Linked DNA regions of Gasterosteus aculeatus: region 2 is linked to region 1. A link is a contact called in public Hi-C data. All regions are on one chromosome and are shown on one strand. Each heading gives the region's core, a stretch centred on a gene start, on an enhancer-like site or on the middle of the called end of the contact. The rest is flanking DNA. Distances are from core to core; before and after follow the strand shown. Region 1 holds the start of arid5b (AT-rich interaction domain 5B). Region 2 overlaps arid5b (AT-rich interaction domain 5B).

Evidence for each region. Hi-C and Micro-C count contacts between places; a contact is called where the count stands out from the background.
Region 2: a contact with region 1 is called in a Hi-C map of liver, with 4 times the contacts expected there. The contact joins the enhancer-like site here to the promoter of arid5b in region 1. A contact is called at or near these places in 5 of 6 Hi-C or Micro-C datasets (blood and trunk muscle, liver, skeletal muscle and 1 more).

What each region holds. Positions count from the first base shown.
Region 1 is chr6:16,031,711-16,038,474 of fGasAcu3.hap1.1, reverse strand. It overlaps arid5b (AT-rich interaction domain 5B), which reads right to left and starts at 3,242. Exons shown (of 10, transcript XM_040178722.2): 1 at 3,132-3,242; 2 at 2,564-2,818. The coding sequence starts at 3,152.
Region 2 is chr6:16,080,830-16,087,593 of fGasAcu3.hap1.1, reverse strand. It overlaps arid5b (AT-rich interaction domain 5B), which reads right to left. Exons shown (of 10, transcript XM_040178722.2): 5 at 6,635-6,764; 6 at 5,711-5,987; 7 at 1,784-1,836; 8 at 813-910. Among protein-coding and RNA genes, the nearest start is that of rtkn2, 23 kb to the left of the region's middle. Within about 2 kb of position 3,278, at least 2 of the 9 cell types and tissues checked have open chromatin away from gene starts, as enhancers often do. A contact at or near this core is called in liver, where this site is marked.

The DNA.
Region 1 (6,764 bases), core at 1,993-4,492:
ATCAGTAACCGAATACCAGCGAGCGGGTTCAATATACGGCTATTCGGAGGATCTGAAAGAGTTGTGCCGTTGGATATTTGGGGGGGATATTGTGAGTCAGGCTTAGGATAACACCATATGAGACGCGACCTCAGAGGAAAGGAGAAACACGGCAATACTCGAGTTGTTTACAGGTTGAACATTTGAAAAAAAACGCTGCTTCTGTTTTATGTGTGTGTGAAAATGAACTGGATCCAAGAATAAATATCGAGAGGCCCAACGACACCAAGTTGTGGCTTTACCCCACGATGTGCTCTTCTGGCTCTGAAACCTTGTGAAAACAGCACACTTCCTGACAACTGCGCGTTATCAAGTTCATATCTGTGCGATTAACCATAAGCACCGTTGAACTGCTGATTCTTGAGTCAGTCACTTACTGTAACTCCACAGCACATTATTCTGTCTTCATACACCAGCAGAACGCTGAAGAAAAATGACTGATGTGAGGTTTATAAACTCCACTTCCCCCCGTGCAGCTATAAATGAACTCTCTAGTGTTTACGTTTTAAAAACAAATAATCTTTACGCGCATTCATCACTCAGGCGCGCAATCTTAACAGCCACTGACTTTTACTGTCACATGTTTCTTTCTTTTTTTTGTGAGGCCGGTTTTCTCTTCGTGTTTGTTTTTTGAATTATGGGTTGCATCTGCTATAGCTGACTCACACAGTGCAGATTACTGTTGTGGGGCAAAGTCAGCGAGAATGTGAATGGGCTCAGTGAAGGTCATAAACTGACTTGAAGTTGTCAGGGCAATTTCCGCTGTGTAATACAGTAAGTAGTCCGATTTGCTGAGAGCAGGAGGCTTGACAGGCCCTTTAATTGAGATCAGAGAGCAGACACCGATACAATTAAAAAATACATATCATATTATTTCATAGTCCGGTTTATTCTATTAGAAGGCTGCGCGTAAGTGTCACGTGGTGCTCGCAGGATCGCGTGCTTTGATGCAAACGGCTGCATAATTCATGCTGGTAGAGCTTTTATTTGTCTTCTGCTTGTTATTAAAGACACAAACTACAGCAGCTGCGTTTCCTCTGGGAATCCGTCTGTGTTTTCTTCGTTCTCTGAGCCGTCGCAGCCCTTCCTCTTAGTCAATATAATATTTTCCACATAAACCCAAATGGACTGGAATGTGAGCACTGTGAAATGCAAATAGGTCTCCGGGTTAAAAAAAAAAGGGGGGGGGGGCGGATCTGACGTGTCGTTGCGCAAGTTTGGCCTCAGAACCGGCGGTGCGTGCACTCACAGTAATTATTAAATAATAATAATAATAATAATAATAATAATGATAAGCGAGAGGAGCGACAGCAGAAAGTCTGCCGCAGAGACGCCGGCTCGCCCCGTGCGACAAGACCCACAGAAAGATCCACCTTCCTCGCGAAAGGGGAAACGTGATCGCCGCTCTTGTTACTCAAGAGGAAAGAATGTAAGTAAAGGCATCGGCAGGAAGACGCGAGCACAAACACGGCTTTGTCCCTTCCCCGTAAACAATATCCCGAGCGGCGCGCACAATCGTTCCCATCCCGCCGCGCAGTGATCACAGGCGGGGAGGAGGAATCCAAGTGCCGTGTGGTCGCAGGTTTTTCTTGAGGGGGGGGGGGGGGGGGGGGTGTATATTCGCAGGGAGGAAAACAACACTGCGTTTGTTTGTTTTCTTACAGCCGATGAGAAGAACTCTCGGTATCCGAGTTGATGCCAGCGAGCGCAACAATGTAACCGGATCACTGACCGCCACATACGGCCACAGTCAATCATCAACTATCGCCTTCACTGTGCCAACAACGGCCGCGACGTAACGCCTCTTCTTCTTCTTCTTCTTCTTCTTCTTCTTCTTCTTCTTCTCCTCCTTCTTCTTCTTCTTCTACTTCTCCTTTATAAGTCACGTCGTGGAGGATGAAAGAGGTCGTAGTCGAAACGTGTCGGCGCTGGCTGCGCTCCGCCACGCGTTACGACTCTCGTCTATTGCAACACCAGGCGGCATTAAGAAATATCCAATAACTATCGCGGCGAGCGATCTGAGCCGGGTTGACCCCCCCTTCCCCCCCCCTCCCCATACGTTCATTACCGTTTCGCAATTTCCGCCCGCATGTCAGCATTTGACACGGTTTAAACCAACAACATACACACACACACAACAAAAAGAAATGAAATGACAAGAGCCCGAGCGCAGGATTCTTGCGGACCCCCCCCCTTTATAACGCAATTAAGCCCCCATAGAGCGCCGCAGCGGTCTTATTGACCGCAGCTGGACAAGTGCACATTCAGCAGTTGACACCACAATGGGCTGATGGGTTAAAGTAAAACCAGGCAACAAATACAACAAATAGTAGGTCAATCATTTAGCTGCTCGGGCGCATCGATGCCGTGCACGCGTCTATGCGAATGTCCGCCGCCGAACATCCACTGGCGGCTCTTAATGCAGAAAAAGATGCCGTTAAATAAAAATTTTAAAAAAATACTCGAGAACCAGCGAGAGCAAACAAATCGTCCATAAAGTATGCGTTATGAATACTAGTCCTACCTCTCCGTGGATGACTGTCCGTCCCTGGGGAGTATCCTCTGGTAGAAAATAAAGTTTGGAGCTTGATAAAAGTTGCTTGCTTGTTCTTTCTTCCCAGAGCAGCTGAAGCTCCGCTATGCAAATAGGATCCTCCGGTTTACATCTGACGAAGAAGAAGTCTCCGAGAGACAGAATCCTCGGTTTGCCGTCCCGGTTAAATTTAAAGGCTTTATAGAATATATATGGTCCATGTAAACCGCAAGACGAGCCCACCCACTGTAGAGGAAACAGAAAGGGAGAAATCAATGAATGGCTTATTAACTCATTTGGTAAACAAATCGTGTCACACAAACGTTTCAAACATGTATGCGTAAATACGCACGTCTGGCAAATATCACATTAGGACATCGCAGTTTTCCTGCATCATCATGTAACTATGTTTAATGTTCAACATATGACACAGATGCGGTCATGCCAAAGGAAATGTGTGCAAAGTTTTGTGTATTAGGTACCCGAGTACATCTTACAGTATGCGGCGATTAGCACAACGCGAAAATAACACAAATAGACGGTTGATAACAAACGTTACCTTCAGTGAGTTCGGCTCCATCTCGACGTTATGAATTGATTAAACTCAACACGCTCTCCAAACTTGCTGGCTTGAATGGATCGCGAAGGTCCTGCAAGGGACATATTCCCGTGGAGTTTAAATCCTCGTGTTTAAGTCCAATAAGGGTGCGGGAAAAAATATGTTTCGTGCTACATAGACTGATTATCATATCGTGAAAGTATCTGTATTCATGTATTGAAATAAAAACATTTTTTTAATGTTTTGGTGTGAATTTCCATTAGACGGAATCGCGTGCCGGGACAAAATTTTCAAATATAATCATATTCACTAATAACGTTCAAGCATACTTAGACGGTAATTGTTTTTAAAAAACCCAAATGTGTTTTGGGGGTAGTGATTTTCCCCTGTACGCTTCATTTTAGCTCATATAGAACGATTGTGGTCTTTCCTGAGACTTTGTGTCTTCCAGGACTTGTGTAAAAGACGTTCACTATGAAAGCACATTTCTCACAGTAATGACACTGAGGCGCTTGCTGTGGATGCCTTCAAGAAACAATGTTACATGAAAGTTAATAGGGCTATCAAATGATTCCTCAAAAGGCAATGTGGGCACCCGTTAGGTGGCGGTTTCGCTCTGAGCGGAACTTGCAAATGCTTTACAGCTCGGGCGCGCGGCTTCGGTTTAATGCTTAAAATAATGGCCCTTTTTTTGTATTTTTGAGGCGAGGTGAAAAGACAAAAATTGGCCGAGTTAGAAAGCGGGGCGTCACGAGACGGAATCCACAAGGCGGTTCATTAAGCAGACATAAATCATCTACAAGACGATGCGCTGACCTGGCGAAGAAAGCGGAACACATGTGACACGGGTTTACACGTTTGCACGGTCGAAGCCTTTTATGTAATTATGTCGATTCATATTTATTGGCCTCCCAAAACCGGGCGATAACAACGGCAATAAAACACCAATATTAAGCCACGATTGATTAAACACAGCTACGATGTTTGGACAAAGTTACACAAACTACACGGTTCCTATTTACACGTGTGGACCCATTGTCCTTTCGCTCTCCGCTGCTGAATGTGTCAGCTGAATTTCATCGGCTGTCTGGAATAAATAATGCGTGGTGTAGTACCGGCTCCATCCACACGGCCGTGCTGTTTCCCCGCCGTCTTCCACCCGCTGCCCTGCAACGCATCCACCACTCAGATCACAGAGCATTGCAACAGCGACGTATAGGCCTACTTCTGACACCAGCTATTTCCAGTACACTATTACGCAATGCGCTTTTTATGACGGCCGGCGCGTGCAGGCGCATTAATCCACATCTAGTTAAATTGTTTTCCTGTGTACCAAATGGTATGTGTTATCGCTATATATCTGCTGCTGTGAATGTCTGTCTAGATAACATCTGTGTTATCTTCAAGACGTATGTATTATAGATCAGTTGAGAGCAGGCTCGTCATTTCATTTCTCTAAAATACCACCAGTTCCTCTTCACTGCTCTTTATTCAAAGAACATGATGTATCACTATTAAAATAGCTGGGGCAATGTTCCGTGACGCTTTGATATTTTAAGTGCAAGTTTAGTGCATCAGTTTGGAGAAAATAAGTGGATTACACAGATGCTGGTTGTCTTATATGCGGCTGCTGCAGTATTGGTATCGTGGAGGGAATCTCATACAGACCGCGACTCTTAAGTGTTATCTCTCCTGATTTCTCTCCCAGCCTTTTTCAGCGGCGGAATCAATGGGGTTGCATTGTTAATGGCCGCCACTGTAATGAAGTCCACGGTTAATCAATGGCACCACTAGAGCTCGACTAGAGCCACTAGAGTTTTCTTGTCAACAACCCGATACGAGGGCAGCGACTGCAAAGTTGCGGTGCGGATGTCGAAGCCAGTTGGTGTGAGCGGGAGCTTCACGTGAGGACTCAAAATACTGAGAGCATCTTCTCAAGCCGCACGCTTAGTGTAAAGTCGACATGTTCGATCTCATCTGCTTCTCTATTACCTCGGCATGTCTTTGGGACCAGATAAGATTCCAACAAGGACGTCACAAAGACGTACAGTCATTTACAGGGTTTATACTCCTGAGTAAACTCAAAACATGGAAAATAAATACATTGAAACAATAAGAGTCAACATGCAGTAAGCCTGGAGACAAATGAGTAGCTGGAGAAATACACTGTGCATAACGTCGTATAACAGTTTAACATGAATTTCCGGCGGACCAGTTAGAGCTCAAATTGCTTAACTAAATCGGAAAGTATCCGTCTTTAAGTCCAGCCACATCTGTGGGTCTGGAAACTTGCAGGGGGAGTTTTTTTTTTCACCTCAGACTGTTTACATTTTCAAGCTGTTTTCCCAATTTCGCATTCACTGCTCGCCAAATTGTCCATTGGGGCGTTTGGCTGACCGGCCGAGTGAAATAAGAATCGCTCGCAACGTGAATTCTCTTTGGTTCATTTTTAAAATCTCTGACGCAAAACTTTTGAAACACTAATAATGTTCCGTGTTGGCTGCATGAGCGAGCAGGGACGCCTGAAAAAATGTCCACAATGGAGGAACTGGAAAGGCCTTATTATGGGCCATATTGTAGCGAATGAGGCGGCGTCAGCAGGGAGCCACAAATGACCTCGGAAAGTCCTGTTGAAAATAAGAGAGCCGGGGCTACCGTTGCAACCCCAGCAAAGCAGTACAAAGAGCAATAAAATAGAACGTTTCCACATGACCTACATGATGAGTATGAATATCAGGATGCCTTGCATGGTGTTAGAGCTGCAGGTATGAAAATAACTCACAGAGCGCTGCGAGGATGAATCGAATCAACCCTTTGATGGTCCGATCCACAAGAAATCAAAGGGCCAATATTATTTATTAGCATTTCTTCATTCCTTTGAACAGAAAACAGTTAATTTGGCTTATGAGCCTTTACAGAATCAAAGACATGTTCATTTAGTACACTTTGCACAACGGTAAGTCATTAAATCACAGCTTAATCTTTGTATGTTGCTGCTTTTTTCAAAACATTGGTTTTATTGTCCTTGTGCAAACAACATGATTTAGTAGCAATTATGTTGATTTAGTGTCTATATATAGTCAACACCTGACTGTCAAAGCAAACAAATGACTCAACATCAATTTAATTGAAATAAAAAACATTATTTAATAGTACTGTTCAATGTTCTTCTCTCATTTCAAGTAACGGAATCGTCCTCTCCCCGTGGCTTTGAATTCACTTCACTCAGGTGTGAGGTCATCCAGAAAAGACACAATCTGCCTGTTGTTGAGAGAGAGTGTGCAGGGACTCTATCTGTGATCATTGAAACCACTTGTTTCACATCGACACGCCTCCCTGTTTACATAATTGTTGGGCCGCGATAAAAATGTGTTGGTGGATTCATCACGTCAGGCTCTTGGATTGTTTGTTCTCTGTGCTTTCATTTCAGATCTGAGTGGGTCGGTTTGCTCAGGAGCTGTGTGATTAGTCTCGCAGTGGTTCTTCACATTATTGCTTTTAATAATCGCCACCGTCTCTGAGCAGAAGAGACACATAAAGGTCAATGCATTTATAACTCTGTCCCTTCTCTCTCACTCGAGTCGGGATGCTTATCGGGAATCCGCGCATTCGATTGGCTGAGTAGCGTCTCGT
Region 2 (6,764 bases), core at 2,029-4,528, 49 kb before region 1:
GGGTCGCCGGCCCGGAGGAACGACCTGCCTCATGAGCGACTGGTTATCTCTTGCTGGGAAGATTGTGTTTGCCATTTGTTTAACCTTGAGAAAGTGGGCGTGCGTGCATGTTTGTGTGTGCGCGGGAGTGCGAGTGTGTGCAGGCAGCCCTGAATAATACCCTCACAGCTCCCTCAGGATCCTATTCATACGCTTGCTTTGGTTTGGTAATACCATCCGAGTGATTATAATGTGGAAAATTCAAACTGCTGCAGTATCTGACTGAATGATTAGTGGAATACATTAAATTGGTGTTTTCATTTGATCTTGCAGCTCCGTTTGCCAGCAATGCATGTTTGGTGGAGAGGCTAGTTACTTTTTATACGTGCATCCATGTAGGTCACTTAATAATTCAAAACTTTGCAGTCATTTTGAGCTTTTAAATCCTCTTTAGCCTGCTTGTACAGCACCATGGGTGGAGTTTACTGCATAATTGGTTCCACAGTGCCACACAACTAATCAATTAATCCTTAGAAAAAGAACTGAATCGCATCTCATCAGGAATTGATTCAGGCCCATGAGGAAAGCATTTCTTAATCCTATTAGAACTGCATGCCCCAACAGTGAGAGACTATTCTTCACAAATGTGTAAGTGCATTGACTTCCACTGAATGAGACCAATTCTTCTGCAGTGCCCTGATGTTATGAATAAAGCATTGTGAAATTATATCTGATGCAGCTGTGGGAGAGTTTACTCATTTCAGGCTCTGCAAACTGTTCCATGTGTGCATGCATAATGTGTCATATAAAAACTGACGAACGCGATAACTCACCTCTCGTAGTGTCTCCGTGTACACGTGGCGGCACTTGTGCTGCTTGGGTTCCCGCCCAATTCATCGTATACATGCTTCCACTGCCTGCGGACCGTGATCTGGAGGGATGGTTGAGAGGGAAAAGGCGTTAAGACAAAGAGCAAAAAAAAAAGAAGAATGAGAGACAGAGAGATGAGTGCAGATCGAGGAAAAGAAAGAATCGGAAAAAGGAAAGTGAAAACAAAGAGAAGAACACTAGTGGTTGAGATCATTTGGAGGTCTGGGGGAGTTACTGAGTCATGATATTCCAGTTATTGAATCCTCAACACTCAATTCTCTAACATAATAAGCTCAGTTAACATCATGCAGTCAGTTGTTCCTGTTATAACCTCTTATCCCGTAATATAGATGACGAGCTACAACACAAAACACAAAACTCCGAGCTGCCACAGAGCCAACGAAGCCCGGACATAAAAAACGTGAGATAATCAGCTGCAGATACGAGGGTTTAAAAGGATACGAGCCACAATTATATGAGCTGGATCCTGTTTATAGTCTGGTCTGGCTGTCTGTTTCGATGACATTAAACCAGGGAGCTAATGAAGAAAAAGGCACGAGCAACACACTTGCCAACTCGAGATCAAACATTGACTTCACTTTGGAAACACGTCGCCCATGAATGAAAGAATAAACGGCAGGTGGGGCGGCCGAGTTAAAAGCCTGCGCCTCATACATACTCGTATGTGCATTTCACTTCATCCCCAACATGGGAAGAGATGAGCGATTTGACCAATTTCCTTCTGACCAGGGCAGAGTAAGTGAGAGAGGGGAAGGGAGTGTGTGTGTGTGGGGGTGGGGGGGGGGGGGGGGGGGGGGGGGGGTAATAAACACACAGAGGCAGGGAGAAGGCAAACAGAAAGAGGCGGAGATGGAAGATAGAAGGGGGGTCAACGACAGGGAGGGAAAATGTCCCCACACATGTGAATACTTACTAACTCATATCCTCCTAGTTTCTGAGCAGCTTGAAACATGGTCCAAAGGTTGACTGTGGGAGACAGAAGACACAGCAGTCAGAAAGGGAGCTGAAAGACATGACGTCACACACAGTCATCACACCGGAGACAGTATTTAGATCACCATACCAACATAATATTATGTAGAGCGAAATTCATGGTCGGTAATAAGGACAATATCTCCTTTCCAAACGCAGCTAAATAGAGTTACATACTATATATCATACACAAATATCAAAGTGTTGTACTTTAACAGGACAGACCGATATATAGATAGCGGGACAGAAAGATCGACAAAGGCTGAAGGATAACACATAATATCATTCTCCCATTTTCCCACAGTCACTGCTCTTCAGCTGAAAGGATGCCAATGAATATTGAGCACTACGCCGCTATGTGACAAAATAGAGAATATGCTTCATCCCGACCAAGAGATTTGTTAACCCTCAGACGCCTGCAGGTATGAATGAGAACCATTACCAGCATCAAACGCTTGGCAATATGCTCAAACTTCTGTTTGAACTAATGCAAATTCATTTGCATTGATTTCCCCATGCAAATACTCCGTGACAGGCCATATCAAAATACAAGGCTTGTGTAACATTTGACTAAAAATAGCCATGTAAGTTTTCAGAAAGGCTTCACATGGCTGTCTGTCTTGTGAAAGAAAATGTTTCCCTGCAAACAAAGAACCACAAGTTCATCGGAGCCTTTTTTTTTGTGCCAATGACATTTGTATTTGCTCTCTGTAACATCATTGTTTAACATTTTTATATCAAGGCATATAAATAAGAAAAGGAGGCCCTCGCCTGGGGAGAAATCCATCAAAATTCAATCTGTGCGTACACAAAGCCTTGCATTTGTCAAAATGACATTTTCCTATCTCCGCATTTGACAGCATTGATTTTTTTTTTCCCTTCCCTCCTCTCTGCTACCGTTGTCAATGCACGGGTGGAATAACAAAGGGAGCTGGGTAGGTTTTTCTGTTTGAACTGAGCACTCCGGCGTATTGTGCTTTCCGACTGTAGAAACAGAGAGATGGTCTATTTAACTAGCTTGTTATGCACCGACAGTAATTACCACAATCGCACTCGGGACACAGAGGGAACAGAACAGATAAAGGAAACCAGAGAACATGCTTTTTCTTGGATGTCTTGTCATTAGCAATTTCTTTTCTTAATTCCCCTCTATTTGGCAGCAGCAATTATCACCGAGATAAGGATGACAAAACAGGAACACAATGCAGCCTCGATGACACACCGACGGCATGGCAATTAGACAACACGGCTAAAAGAGGGAGACAAATTGGAACTGATGTTCACAATCACATGCTGATGGCCGAGCGCTGAAGCGCACACGTATCTGGACTTGTCGCACAATCTTGCAGATCAAGGACATTCAGAAAATACAATGTAACCACAACTACTCCCGTTCCATTCTTCCTGAATCCACTCTCTCTCTCTCTCTCTCGCTCTCTCTCTCTCTTTCTGTCAGCTGCACCGCACGACTTCAATGGCGGCAGCTGTAGAGCAAAGTCAATATTAACCAAGCGATGAAAAAAAGGGACAGCAGCTTACATGAATAAACTGTAGGACAAAACTGTTTTCCTCTCGAAATGAACTGCCGCTCACATGTAAAAGCCAACTATGTCCTGTCGTTCCCTGTGATTCAGTTGGAAGTGGGATTTCAGTCTGAATGGGTGCACTGAAGTGATTCAGAGGTACATATTCCTCTTTGTCATTTCAAAGAAATCTTTGCCAACGACTGCTGAATGCAGCCATCTTGAGGCATGTTAACACAAGCGTAGGGGTATAGTGAAAAATATCTGCTACAATGTTTATAATCAATGTATTATTTAAGCCGATTTTATAACTGATTGGCATGATTACGTTGTTTAAACTAATAACTGACATTGAAGACTATATTTGTTAAATACTCAACTAAACGTGCATAATAGGTATTAGCTCATTTTCCTTTTTTTTTTACATATTATTATTCAATTATTATTAAAGGTATGGAGTCTTTGCTCAAAGATGTTTCATGCACACAAATCCTGGAGGGAAATATAAATTCAGCATGAGCGCGAGGCGGGTGAACAGGTGGGAATTGTGTTAAAAAAAAATACGTTGTGAGCCAATCGATGTAAAGAAAGATTGCAGTGTTTCAAAAAAGCCATCAGGTGAAACGCCAGAGCTTGCAGACGAAGAGGCATAAATAGTCCATGTTTGGATTCAGGTTTTTTTGGAAGCGAATCAAATGGCGCAGCCAACAAAGCATGTGGGTAATTCTGGTAAATCATTCAACCATCTGTTGCTTTGTTAAACTCTGGAGAACTTCATAAAAAGATTATTACTCAAACGCAACTAAAATAACACCATTTTAATTCCCCTTACAGGAAAGCGAGTTCTTTGATCTTTTAATGCATTTGTAGCGAGTTTAAAAGGAGGAATATGAGACGAGCGACTGATTACATCCAAGGGTTTGTTGTATTAATTATGATGTGTTTTTTTCCCTTTTTTCCCCTCCTCTTTACATACGCTGACGTGTGCTCGCTGCCAAGGACAAAGTTTAAACAGCATTTCACCATCTAATGAGGTCCCTGCTTATGATGTGTCCGGGTTTGAGATCCAAAGCGTGCACTGTATGTAAAACAGTTGGCGCGCGGGCCTTTCCGACTGAAACACGGTGATGCCGTCTCCCACCCGGCACCCCGTCTCTCGCCACGCCTCCCCTCGCTCCTTCCCTCCGTCTCCCTCAACCACAGTGACCCATTTAAGCGACAACACGTCGGCAAGTCGGGACGACGGGATTGTCAAAGCAACGGCGGTTGGGGTTAAGCAGATTCGAGGCGCCCGCCGCTCACCTTCGTGTTTGGAGCGATGGGTTTGACTGGGCCATAAAGCGCCTCTGTTAAATTCAATGGACGTCTCTCTCCCCCTTCTGCCTCTCGTTAATTCGCTGTTGTCGTCGTGCTACATTCTAGGCGTCTTTCGGGGAATGAAGACCGAGGGAGGGCATCCGAAAAAACAGTTTGATGGTGCGAGCCCGCGTGACTCGCGTCGAAATGGACAAACACAAAACGCAAAAAAAGCCGGAGACCTTTGTGATGTTGTGATGTTCACGTGCACGTTTCTCCCCCCTGTGCCGAGTGCAAGCTAAGCATCCAGACCTATATTGGAAAATCTTTCATCTCGGGCCGACGTGTTTAGCATACATGTGATGTCTTTTAAGATTGTTAGAGGACGTTCTTGGTCTTCACAGAAACCCCTTTGACAACTGTGAGAAGATATTCTCTCCTTGTATGAAAGCAAGACAAAAGAGGCTCTGACAGGAAGCCTCCAGAGTCTTTGACTCACAACGGAATGTGATTTCTTTTTTTCTCAACACAGAGGTTTATTCCTTTGGTTTATCATTACTGCATATTCAATCAGCTTTTACAGTTTACCCGCGGTGTGATTTAGAGATTTTGGACGTAATGCCTGCAGTAGTTGGCAGCCATCTTTACTTTTATTCCCTCTGCAGTCTAATATGGATATTTAGAACAACGTCTGTCCTTGAGTTGACTGAGCGAGCAGCTCTTGCGTTCTCCTGTTCACAACAGGGAGGTACTATAGTTAATGTGGACGGAGATCTGGAGGAAAACCCACACGGCGTTTTTCTCCCTGCTTGTGTAACTATTGTACGACTGTATGACTTACAATTTACTCTGTGCATATTCACTCTGACAACATTTATTTCTGCCTCTTCTGGTTCCTACACGTGTCTTTTACTCTGATATCAGCCCAGGTGTGCAATCTAAATCTCCAAAATAACCCATATATGCATCCAGGCTGACTTTACTACCAGGGCTCGGAGTGCCCAGTTGGTTTACACACCACCAGTGAAGGAACAAGTGGTGCTACTCACTCTGTTTGAAGCCGAGGAAGGGGATCCTCTCTATGGGCGTGTCTCTGTCTTTCATGTACTTGTAGAGCTCCACTAAGAAGGCCTGCTCCTCCGCTCGGCTCTCCTCGGATGTCTCCTCCTCTTTGTTTTCCTCCCTCTCGTTCCTCTCCTCCTTCTCCCTTTCCTTCTCCTTCCCTCCCTCCTTTTCCTCAGCGGAGGATTTCCTGCTGAGGCCGTGCGCCTTGTGTTTGGCCGAGGAGATTTTTCCGTTGGGGACGATTTTACAGTTAGGCTTGACCTGCAAAGAGAGAGTGTGTAACTTTAGACGCAAGTGAAGCCCGTAACAGAGCGCTATGCACATGATGTCAGACAGTTTGGACGAGACGCCTTCAGGATGAAGCGCGGATACATTTTACAGGCAGCCTTATTGGTTCTCCAAGGAGCAGATCTTCCCGTCATCATCAGTTTGACTGCAGCTTTGAGGGAGAATTGTTCTATATGTCCAACGTCAGTTTATATAGATGTTTCCTTCACTTTGAATATTGTTACAACCAGTCAGATAGATATTTGAGAAACTTTGACTTTTTTACATTTCTACTGTATTTTATGTACGTTTAGTCCAGAAAATACTTGCTAGACTATTTAATACTGAAAATAAATGTTAGTTGCCAGAGACCTTTATATATTTTTTAACCATTAATCAACCTTCATTTTTTCATTTTTTCAAAACACAAATACCACTTTGTAAAACAAAACAGCAAAAATCTTGATAAAAAATATTTTAAGAGGCCACAGGCTTAGCAAAGCTAGTACGTCACCTCTTCAAGATTAACTATTTTTTATTTTCACAGTTCTTTATCTGTTTTCTTACCCCGCGCCTGTTGTGCCGTGTGATGTCCACACGTGCGTTTCCCCTTTGTCAAACCGTATCTTTTCTAATCTTACCTTGGTGGCAGTTCTGCAGTCTGGGCTGGAGGGGTCCGGTGCCGCCACAGCTGCTGACCCCTGGGTCGACCCCGATGAACCCTGACCCTGAGCCTGACCCTGGGAGTCCCTCCTCTGAGAGATGGACAGC